Regions from separate parts of the Mus musculus genome. Here region 1 is linked to region 2. A link is a contact called in public promoter capture Hi-C data. All regions are on one chromosome and are shown on one strand. The core of a region is the stretch at or near the end of the contact, and the rest is flanking DNA. Distances in the headings are between cores, read along the strand shown. Region 1 holds the start of Cracr2a (calcium release activated channel regulator 2A). Region 2 holds the start of Parp11 (poly (ADP-ribose) polymerase family, member 11).

The links. Capture Hi-C pulls out chosen DNA fragments and counts their contacts.
Region 1: a promoter capture Hi-C map of liver shows a contact between it and region 2. The contact joins the promoter of Cracr2a here to the promoter of Parp11 in region 2. A contact is called at or near these places in 15 of 39 promoter capture datasets (the 3T3-L1 cell line, 3T3-L1-derived adipocytes, the HPC-7 cell line and 11 more), 8 of 484 Hi-C or Micro-C datasets (CD4 T cells, CD8 T cells, double positive thymocytes and 5 more), 5 of 115 datasets of contacts at active chromatin or transcription factors (CD8 T cells, bone marrow-derived macrophages, embryonic stem cells and 1 more) and 4 of 9 other capture datasets (adipose tissue, liver, macrophages and 1 more).

Annotation. Positions count from the first base shown.
Region 1 is chr6:127,559,809-127,564,895 of GRCm38.p6, forward strand. It overlaps Cracr2a (calcium release activated channel regulator 2A), which reads left to right and starts at 1,528. Exons shown (of 19, transcript NM_001368877.1): 1 at 1,528-1,613.
Region 2 is chr6:127,450,804-127,455,407 of GRCm38.p6, forward strand. It overlaps Parp11 (poly (ADP-ribose) polymerase family, member 11), which reads left to right and starts at 2,824. Exons shown (of 9, transcript NM_181402.4): 1 at 2,824-3,019.

The sequences.
Region 1 (5,087 bases), core at 278-2,777, 110 kb after region 2:
CTTGCCAAGGCTGTAGCTGCCAAGATAGAGCTCACATCTGTGGGCTTCAGTCTGGGCTCTTGACTGCTAATACCTTGACCAATTAACTGATTAATAGCTCATGAAGCAGTGAGAGGCAAATGACTGCCATCCCATGAGGTGGTTGTAGGCATGGAAGCCAGCTGGAGCCTGAGAAGGAAGAGGCAGTAGTTATGAGAATGACCATGGCCATGACCTTAGGTGCCTCTGACTTGGTGTCTCTGGTCTCCGTTTTCTCCTCTGTAGAACGGAGATGAAGTGGCTTTGCATCAAGATGAGTCCTGCCGTCCCTCCTTGTCTTGGGCGGTGGTGATGAAAATGCCTCTTTTCTTAGTTTAGCTGATTGAGAAAGGTGAGCGATCCATCTGACACATCCTAGAGACCCAGATTTGCTACCTAGCTGGCTGGGTCTCAAGCTTATGTGTCATCTTGTTCCATTCCAACTCTGGGGGCTGACACAAGCAAGCCTTCTCCAGGACTGAGAAGGGAAAACCAGGGCACAGAGGAGGAGACGCTGAGGGAAGGAATGAGAGGATATTGGCCCCTTCTGAGGCTCCTGCGGTGGGGTGGGATGGTGAACTAGCCACTGGCCGGCTGCAAGCAGAAAGGATACATTGTAGTAATTGGTACCAATGAGTGTGGGTGTCTCTTTGTGATCTGGGTTTAGAGTGTGTTTCTATGTGTGTAGGGTGTGTGTGTATGGGGGCGATGGCTAATAGATAAACTTGCCAGAGGAGGACAGACCTTCTGCTGAGGGGCAGTGTTTGGGGAAAGGTCCCTAAACTGATATTTCATGGAGCCTGGATGGGTAGGTTTCCAACGGGAAAAGAAGAAAGAGGGGAATTCTGGGTAAAGATAGAGGTCTTAGCAGCCAGAAAAGGCACCTGGTATTTGCAACAGGTAGCAGCTTTGGTGCAGAGCTGTATGTTTGAGGGTCGAGTGGCGAAACTGGAAGATGAGCTTACAGCTTGGTAGGGAGCAGTGGACTCGGCTGAAGGGCTATCTTCAAGCATGGAAGTTTTTGAAGATTTATTGAATACTTTGTTTAAAGGCACGTGTTGCATGGACTTTAATTGAGCACGCATTCCTGCCCACCCTAGAATACATAAGATCAGACAAGCATCAAGAACAAAATCCCCTTGGTTTCTAAGTGCAAAGAGAGCAGCTGAAGCCGGTTTTTCAGGGTGAATGAGTTCTCTCTAGCAGGTCCACAAAGCCCAGACTGGTGCCTGGCTTTTAGTGCAAAGAGAGGCTCTGGAGACAGACTCCCTTGGCTCATTGAGCAAGGGTCCTCTAAGGCAAAGACCAGCAAAGAGGGGGCACAGGAAGTCTTGGGCTCCAGTCAGCGACGGCCCCGCCCTCGCCACCCAGACTGCAGGCTTTAGTAGTCAGTCACAAGTTGCTTCGCTAAGCTGGGACACCACGGTATGGTGTAGATCCTGGAGCGCGCGCAGTGGGGCGCTGCTGGGGCTGGACCAGCCATGCAGCCGGAGGCGGGGACAGCGGACCAGATCCGGCTGGCCGGCGAATTCCTGACAGCTGCGAGTCAGAAGGCAGGGGGACAACTCGGACAGCCGCACTGGACGCCCCTGCAGGTAATCGGAGGAAGGTCTTGGGAGGCTTCGCCCCAAACCCTCTGCTGGGCAGCAGAGAACGCACTTCCTGCAGACCAGCAAAACACAAGGAGAGGCTGGCCTGGACTGCATGCACCCTGGGACAAGCATCCCAGCCTTGGCTTCCCCAGGCCTGGTTAGGCCCTCTGCCCTGCACCCTAAAAGGGACTATAAAAGCTTAGGAGCACCAGGGTTTAGAAAGAGCCCCCATCCCCTCGGACCCTTCAGTCACACCCAGACTGTTTTACAGAGGAAACTAAGACTTTATTGGTGAAGTGACTAGAAATTCACACTGCTGGACAGCAGGGGGAGCTGCTGGGAGCCGCTGGCACGTGGGCCCAGCACAGGGGTAAGAATTGCTACCTCACAGGGAAATAAACTCAGAGAGACAGTTAAAAAAAAAAAAAAAAAAAAAAAAAAAGACCAAAAACTTCCCAGAGCAGAGGGAGAGATGAGGTGGAGGGATCCTGGGGTGTAGCTTCCTCCTGATCCCCATTTGTCCTGTGATCTGGCTGTATGACTCAATGACCTTGTGCTGTATCTGTCCCAGATGTGGTGTGTGTGTGTGTGTGTGTGTGTGTGTGTGTGTGTGTGTGCGCGTGTGTATTGTGTGTAAGCACATACGTGTGTACCACATAATTGTGTACCAGAGCACAGTGATGTCTACCCTTGATTTCAGGAAAGTCTCACAATCCACACGTCTTCCCACTAACCACACAACCCCTAAAGGGAACCTGCCCAGTTTGCCTCTGTGGAGGAAACCAGGGATCCCTACTGTATTAGCCTTTGACTTCAGAAGGCAGAAAGTGTCAATGAGTGGCTGTCTACAAAGGTGACAGGCCAAGAGGTAGAACCTGATTGGCACATCGCATAAGGTGGTGAGTCCCTTATTTCTGGAAGAAGCTGGTACATAAGAAGTAGTGTTATCAGTGATGCAGGCAAAGGGGTGTGCAGCCAGGACAGTGTGTCCACACAAAGTCAGAGTTCAGTTTGAGGGGTCAGGTTCATGGCCCTCTTTAGGAGGAATGAATATGCATGTCCTTATGGATAATAGTCGTCTATGAAAGCTACCCTACAATGTTTTGTCTGGGGATGCTAAAAAAAAAAAAAAAGAAATTAAAAAATAAAGAGGTGTGACCCAGAGGTCCCTTGGCTTTTCTGAAATATTACACTGCGATGCTCGGGGGGTCTGGAGGAGGTGGTGCTGTTCCTTCTGGAAGGAGCGGGGCAGGCATGACAAGCCAGATGTGGCCTTCAGATCTTGAGGAAGAAGCTAAGTGTGGATGCTCTTGGAGGGACACCTCTTGAAGTTGTGCTGAAGAACCAGGGGATGTAATGGCAGGCTCGATGCATTAAGGGGCAGTGCCTGGGGCAGAGGGCAAGAGGGCCTTGAATGTTTGACCAGGGAGTCTGAGCATTAGGGTCAGTCCTGGGGTACCATGATGGCTTCTGTTGGAACGGGGCTCAGAAGCCTACAACATCTGTGACAGAGGTGGAAGCCACCCATGCTCGAGGCTGCAAGAGACCTGGGAAGGTGACTGTGTACGCTTGAGCAGGGCTGGGTGGAATGCAGAGTGAGGGGTGGCACCAGAGATGCTGTACAAAGAGCTTGGTAGGTGGGTGGGTGACAGTTGTAGTTGCGGATTCTAGAGCCACGTTTAATAATTACAACAGTAATTCCTCTGTGATCATTATTGACCCCATACTGTAGAGGAAGAACCTAGAGTCAGAAAGGTTAGGTGGCTTTTCCAAGTTCACACAGCAATTATGTGGGGGACAGGGATCTAAGACCTCCAGTGACTATATAAGTCAGTAACCAAGTGTCAGGACTTAAGAGGAGGAGGGAAGAGCTTGTGAGATGGCCCCACAGGCGAAGGCGTGTGATGTCTGTTGTGTCTGGTGACCTGAACTCCATTCTGGAAGCCACATGGTGGAAGGAGAGAACTCACTACTGAAATTTGTCCTCTGTCCATGCACATGCTGTGGAATGCTTAAATGGAGAGAGAGGGAGGAGGGAGAGGGAGGGAGAGGGAGAAGGGGGAGAGGGAGAGGGAGGGGGGGAGAGAGAGAGAGAAAGAGAGAAAGAGAAATCTGGCTTCCGTGCTTGGTCTCTAGAGAGCCTGGGTCCAGAATCAGGTATGTGGGCGCTGAGAGCTGAGAGACTTGTTATTTGTCACCTCAGCCCGTGGAAAGCCCAGCTTTGGGACAGGAACTTTGTGGGCCCTTGTGACACTTGCTTAGCTTGCTCTTTGGAGGGGGCTTGAGCTTACAGGCTGCTGGGACACTGGCCAGGTGGCTGGGAGAAGCTTGGCAGGGGTGAGGGTGCCAGGTAGCCTCCAGTGACCCTGCACTAGTCTCTGGGTTCCCAAGCACCCCTTGCTTTCCTCCCACACAGAGTGACTGCAATGCACAGGGGTTCCTTGAGGGAGAATCACTTCTATTTATCATAGTTTCCCAGATCCCGGTCCCTCCAATGTCTCCCCATAAAAGGCTAAATGTATAGTTGCAGAATATCACGAGTCGCTGCGGGAGGAGCAGAACAGCCACAGGGCTACAACATCGGGTGTTGGGAGGACAGATAGGGAAAGGATAAATTTAGAAAATCACAGTCTTTGGTCAGTTGTCAGTGACTGACAGAAGTGGGTCTAGACCCTGAGGTTTCCAACACCCAGCGTTTGCCTTCTCCTCCTCCACACGAAGACTACTGTGCTAGAGAGCAGCCTGTAGACATGCCCCTCACAGCCCTGGGGTAGTATGCAAATAGCTTCCAGCACCAGGCAGACCACTTCCAGCCAGCGATCTCTTTTCTTCAGTTTACAAACATCACATACACACACACACACACCCCACACACATACCACACGCCCCTGCCACATCATATACTTACATATACCACAAAATACATACACACACTACATACACACACATACCACAACATACATACACCTCACAAACACATGTCACAAACACACCACACACCCCCACCTCACACACATACCTCCACTAAACCATACACATACATACACCACAAAAACACATACCACATACATACACCATACACACCACATACACACACACCACATACATACACACCATATACATACATACCACATACATATCTATTCTCCACAAGCTCATACCATATACACATACCACATACATATACACATACACACATCATATATGTACATACACCCCACAAACACATGTCACATACATATACACATACATACATCATATATGTACATACACCCCACAAACACATGTCACATACATATACACATCCCCACCATACCATACACATACATATACCATACAAACACATACCACATACACACACACCATATATACCACATACATACATACATACATACATACAAACATACATACATACATACATACATACATACATACATACACACATCAGCATACATTGTCCTTCCAGTGTTCACATCA
Region 2 (4,604 bases), core at 1,574-4,073:
AATTTTCAGGTTCCCTAGTGGACCTCGTCCCTACTCTTTATCTCTGATCTAACGTTTCCCATTCTGCACTTTCTCCTACCCTCCCCCTGTCATTCAAAGACCTAAAACATCTTCCAATCACCCAGTAATCCCTAGGCTGGGTTAGGGTTGGCTTATGATATCTTCATAAACACTGGACCCTGAGAGAGAGAAAAAACCAATCTAGTCTTCTTTAGAACCATGTGATCCGCACACGGTTGCCAGCGCTCTGGCTCTGGGCCCACAGTCCAATGAAACAGAGAGGTGTTCCCCTGCTGGGTGGTGTGCTACTACATTAGAAGGACACTGCACACACTTTATACATAGAAGGTGGTTCCTGGGAAAGCTGTGAGAGAGTGAACCCCAATGATTAGCACCCCCTACCACCTCAGAAACTGGAAGACGGTAATGAAGTCATATTATTTTATTTTAGAATATATTAGAAACTATTTAGGAATATTTTAGAGAGTCTAAGATTCATTTCATTCTTTAGCAAAGTAAGATGTAAGTCATCCTGACTTTCAACTCCAAACACCTGAAAGGGCCCAGGCAGGTCCAGTGAGAAGGAGAGCCGATCTGTGCACTTTAATCATACAATAATGTTGCCTGCAAATAAGATGTTCTAAAACTTTAGGAAATTTTGAGAAAGTATAGAACAAGATAATATTCATTCAGTCTTAAATGCAGTAAGAAGGGTCTCTAGGTGATTCTCAACACTCTTTAAATACACTATTATTTGTAAATCGGTTTCTTTCTATCCCTAGTTTCATATATGAAAGGCTTTTAAATGCTATCAGTTGCTTCTTCTATTTCATTGCTGTATCTGTTTCAAGCTGGGTCATCAATATGACGAATGACATGAAAAGATTTACTATTCTTCTATCTGCCCTTACACTCCTGAAATTAACTATACTTGTCATAGTGTGTTAGTTTTATAAGACTTTCTTAGTTTAATTTATCTTTTACTTATGATTAAATTTTATACTGGGTGTGATGGCACATGACCGTAATCTCAGCCTTTGGGTGATGGAACATTTGAGATGACCTTGAGCTACACGAATAGATCCTGATTACTTTTAATAAGCTGTAGTATCAGGATGATGCTAGCTAGCCTTGAGAAGGGAGCAGTAGCAATTGAAGCAACTGTGGGCTAGTCCTTTTCAAGGCCGAGTGGGTCTCGACAAGGCAAGTTAACCAGGGAAGTTAGGACAAAATCTTTTGAGGGTTGAGAGTTATACTTCATTTTCTTTGAAGCCTTAAGAGTTAGCAAGGTGATATGACACGGTAAGTTTACAAAAGTCAACAGCTTTCCTAAATTAGAGCAATGAAAACTGTTTCACTTGGAAAAAAAAAAACCTATAAAATAGCCAAATCAAACACATAAAGGTTGTTGTAAAAATAGCTTTAATGTACTTAAAGATATCAGAGACCTAGGCAGGAGGGGCATAACTCAGTGGTGGAAGAGGTGTTTAGCATGTGTGAGGTTCTGGGTTCATATACCCAGCCCAGCCCGACTCCCGACACATGGCCTGAAATACAGGAAGAAGTGTGTTCTGGATGAGAACTCATTATTTTGAAAAAAACTGAAAAAGAAAATTAGGAGATATTTCTTATCAAAGAGCAAGTACATTAGGAATCTATACATTATAATAGCATGGCAAAGCATAGGAATAAGCAGAGGATTAGCAGATAAGAATATTCAGGAATATATGTATATATGCATATGCATGCAAATTTAGCAAATGTACTTCAAAGTAGTAAGAAAAAATAATTATGCTATGCAATAAGTATTTGGGCAACTGGTTAACCATTTGGCAACAATTTTTAGAATTTCTTATTGAACAGTATCATTTCTAAGAATTCGTTCCAAAGAGGTTAATGAATGTCTGAACAAAAATAGTGATTATAGTAATTTTTGTTACATAGTAACTTGTGTCTCTCACAGTAGATTATTTAAGATATGTGTGTAACATGTAAACTATGGAATGCTATAGTCTGAAGAAATAGATTCATACACATGGGAATGGAAAAATATATTAAAATGTAAAAAACAATCAGGTTCTGAATCTGTGGTCATTCTTTGACCTATTTTTAAAAATACACCTATAGTCTCACACTACTTCTTTGCCTTTAAGAATATTCTTCCATCGTACCTCTTTTGTGACCGGTGTAAGAACCTATTTGAGGCCTTAGCATTCAAGGCACTCAGGTAAACCTGCTTGGAAACCTCCATATTTGCCATGCTGTCTAAAATTTCACGTTTTTACATTCTTGCGTTTCCAAATTACTTTTTGCTTTCTTCTGTCGATTCTAAAATCCACGAGGACAGGGACAACATATTGGTCAGTGTTCACGTCCAAGCCCAGTGACACGTGGCCAATAGCTCCCTTTATTTATTTATTATTTTCTAGATTGCAAACACCTAAGCACCTGATTTCAGCAAGCTCATTTACACCCTCAGGTAGAACTATCATCACCTCCAATTCGAGGATGTTGCAAACAACAAAGAGGTTTGAAGCTTTAACCTTTAAGCCATTGGTCGAGTTGTGCTTCTCAGGCCTAGTACTTGGTTGGCCACTAAACTCGGTATAAGGTGATCTTTAATAAACGTAGGTTCTGCATGGAGGAAACGCAGCCTGCCACGCTTGACGATCACGTGGTGGGTATGATGGCCGGCTTCAAACAGCTTTACCACACAGGTAAAGGCGGCCCGCGACAGCACGCGCGGAAGTTCCAAGGGCGCCATAGAGGCGGAGCGAGTTTGCGGTGGGCGGGACCGCCACTGATTGGCTGGATCCAGGCGGAAGTCGGGAGGTTCGATGGTCCGAAGACGCCAGCTTGTGACGGGGAGGGGGAGAAGGAAGGCTTCCGTAAAGGGTGCCTTTCGGTCCTTTCGCTCCTGGGGACCCTCGGAAAAAGCCCACCATATCGACCCCACGGCTAGCCCCTCCCCCAGGCTCTCTCCGCTCGATTTCGCACCGTTATGTGGGAAGCGAATCCGGTGAGTAGCCGGCGGGACGGGGCGGGCCCAGTGGGCGGGGTTGCCTGAGAAGGGCGGGGAGGCGTTCCCGGGAACTCGCCCCCGCGGTGCCTCAGGCTGGGGGTTTGCGTTCCGGGGTCGTGGCTGTCCCGCTTCGCGGGGGCCTCCTGCGGGCCGTGGACTCGCAGCTTTGAGCCGTGGGAGCGTTCGGTGGCCGCTTCTACGCTGTTGCTTTCCTTTCCCGATTGTTGATTTTACTTCCGGGGGCTTCTCTGTCTTCGCTTTTTTCCCTCATTTTATATTTTGTATTCTGCTTTCCAGTTGAAGTTACTGGCTTTCGAACCTGCTAGTTCCTTTCGACCCCCGCACCCTCGTTGCTCCTTCTTTTTGGAGCTACAGAGCATGGAGGATCCTCTATATGAGTTTCAGGGGATGACGTTCTTAAATGTTTTCTTTCCGTGGTTAGAACAATGATCTGGAATCCTTTGTTTGCCTTCAGTAGGTCTTATGTCTGCAGGCATTTTTTTTTAATACTTGCTTTCATTCATTGGTTCGTTCGTTCATTCATTCGTTCGTTCATTCAAACTCCTACCCGCCATGAATGAGGATTCAGATCTATTTGTCAAGAGTATTCAGATCTTGTTATGGGAATGTAATAGTGAGAAAAATGTACGCTGAACTTAAAACTTCGGGGTCGATGGGCAGAATCGCATTTCAAGAAATTTGTGGACTTAGTTTGTGAAACTACCTCAGAAGCTGAGCTAACCATTAATTTGACTTCAATAACCCTCTAAGTCAATACTTGAAGTAACCCTTTTGCTTTCCCTCACAAAACCAGTAACCTACTTCCTACTTAAGTGTATTATCAGTTAAGTCTATCAGTAAATTTTCCCACGTCTGAAAGTTAGTACCTGATTAGAAATGAGCCCATGAATTGGGATTCAGTCCACATTGTAGTTCCATTCCATCCCATTCCATCATGACAGTTACCAGATAGTTTTGATTCATACACTAATACTGTCATCAGATCAGGGCAGAGGAAAGTATACGTTTGGATGTGATTTTAGCAAAATTGGGATAGCTGTTCATACATACACGCTGTTCACTGTTAACTATTAAGTGTCATCAGTATCCATCTCTTACATGTCAATATGGAGTTGGTTTTTACCAGCCGCCCCGCCCCTTTGTGTTGATTTCCCCACAACATACGTCAGCAGTGTATATATTCTGTTCAAGGTCACGTACTTCAAATCCTCTGAGTTGTGTGTTCAACTAGAGAACAGCTCCTGTTGCACAAGAAATGCTTGTTGAATTCTTGACAGTGACTGGCACAGGAATGCACTAAGGGTTCTGTGCTCACTCTGTACCTCTTTCCTTCAGGATCACACTTCTATCTGTATTGTTGGGCCATTTATACCCTGGTGAGAATTACAAAGGATCTAGTGAGGGTTTCATGTGTTTGGTTTATTATAAAAACCATTTTCTTGGGGAAAAAAAGGGGGGGTGGGAGGGAGCACTCTTCTGTGAAATCATAGGTAAGACTTTTAAGTTTTGCTAAGCAAGCTGACTTTTGTTATTACTAATGAACACACAGCCTTGTGTTTTC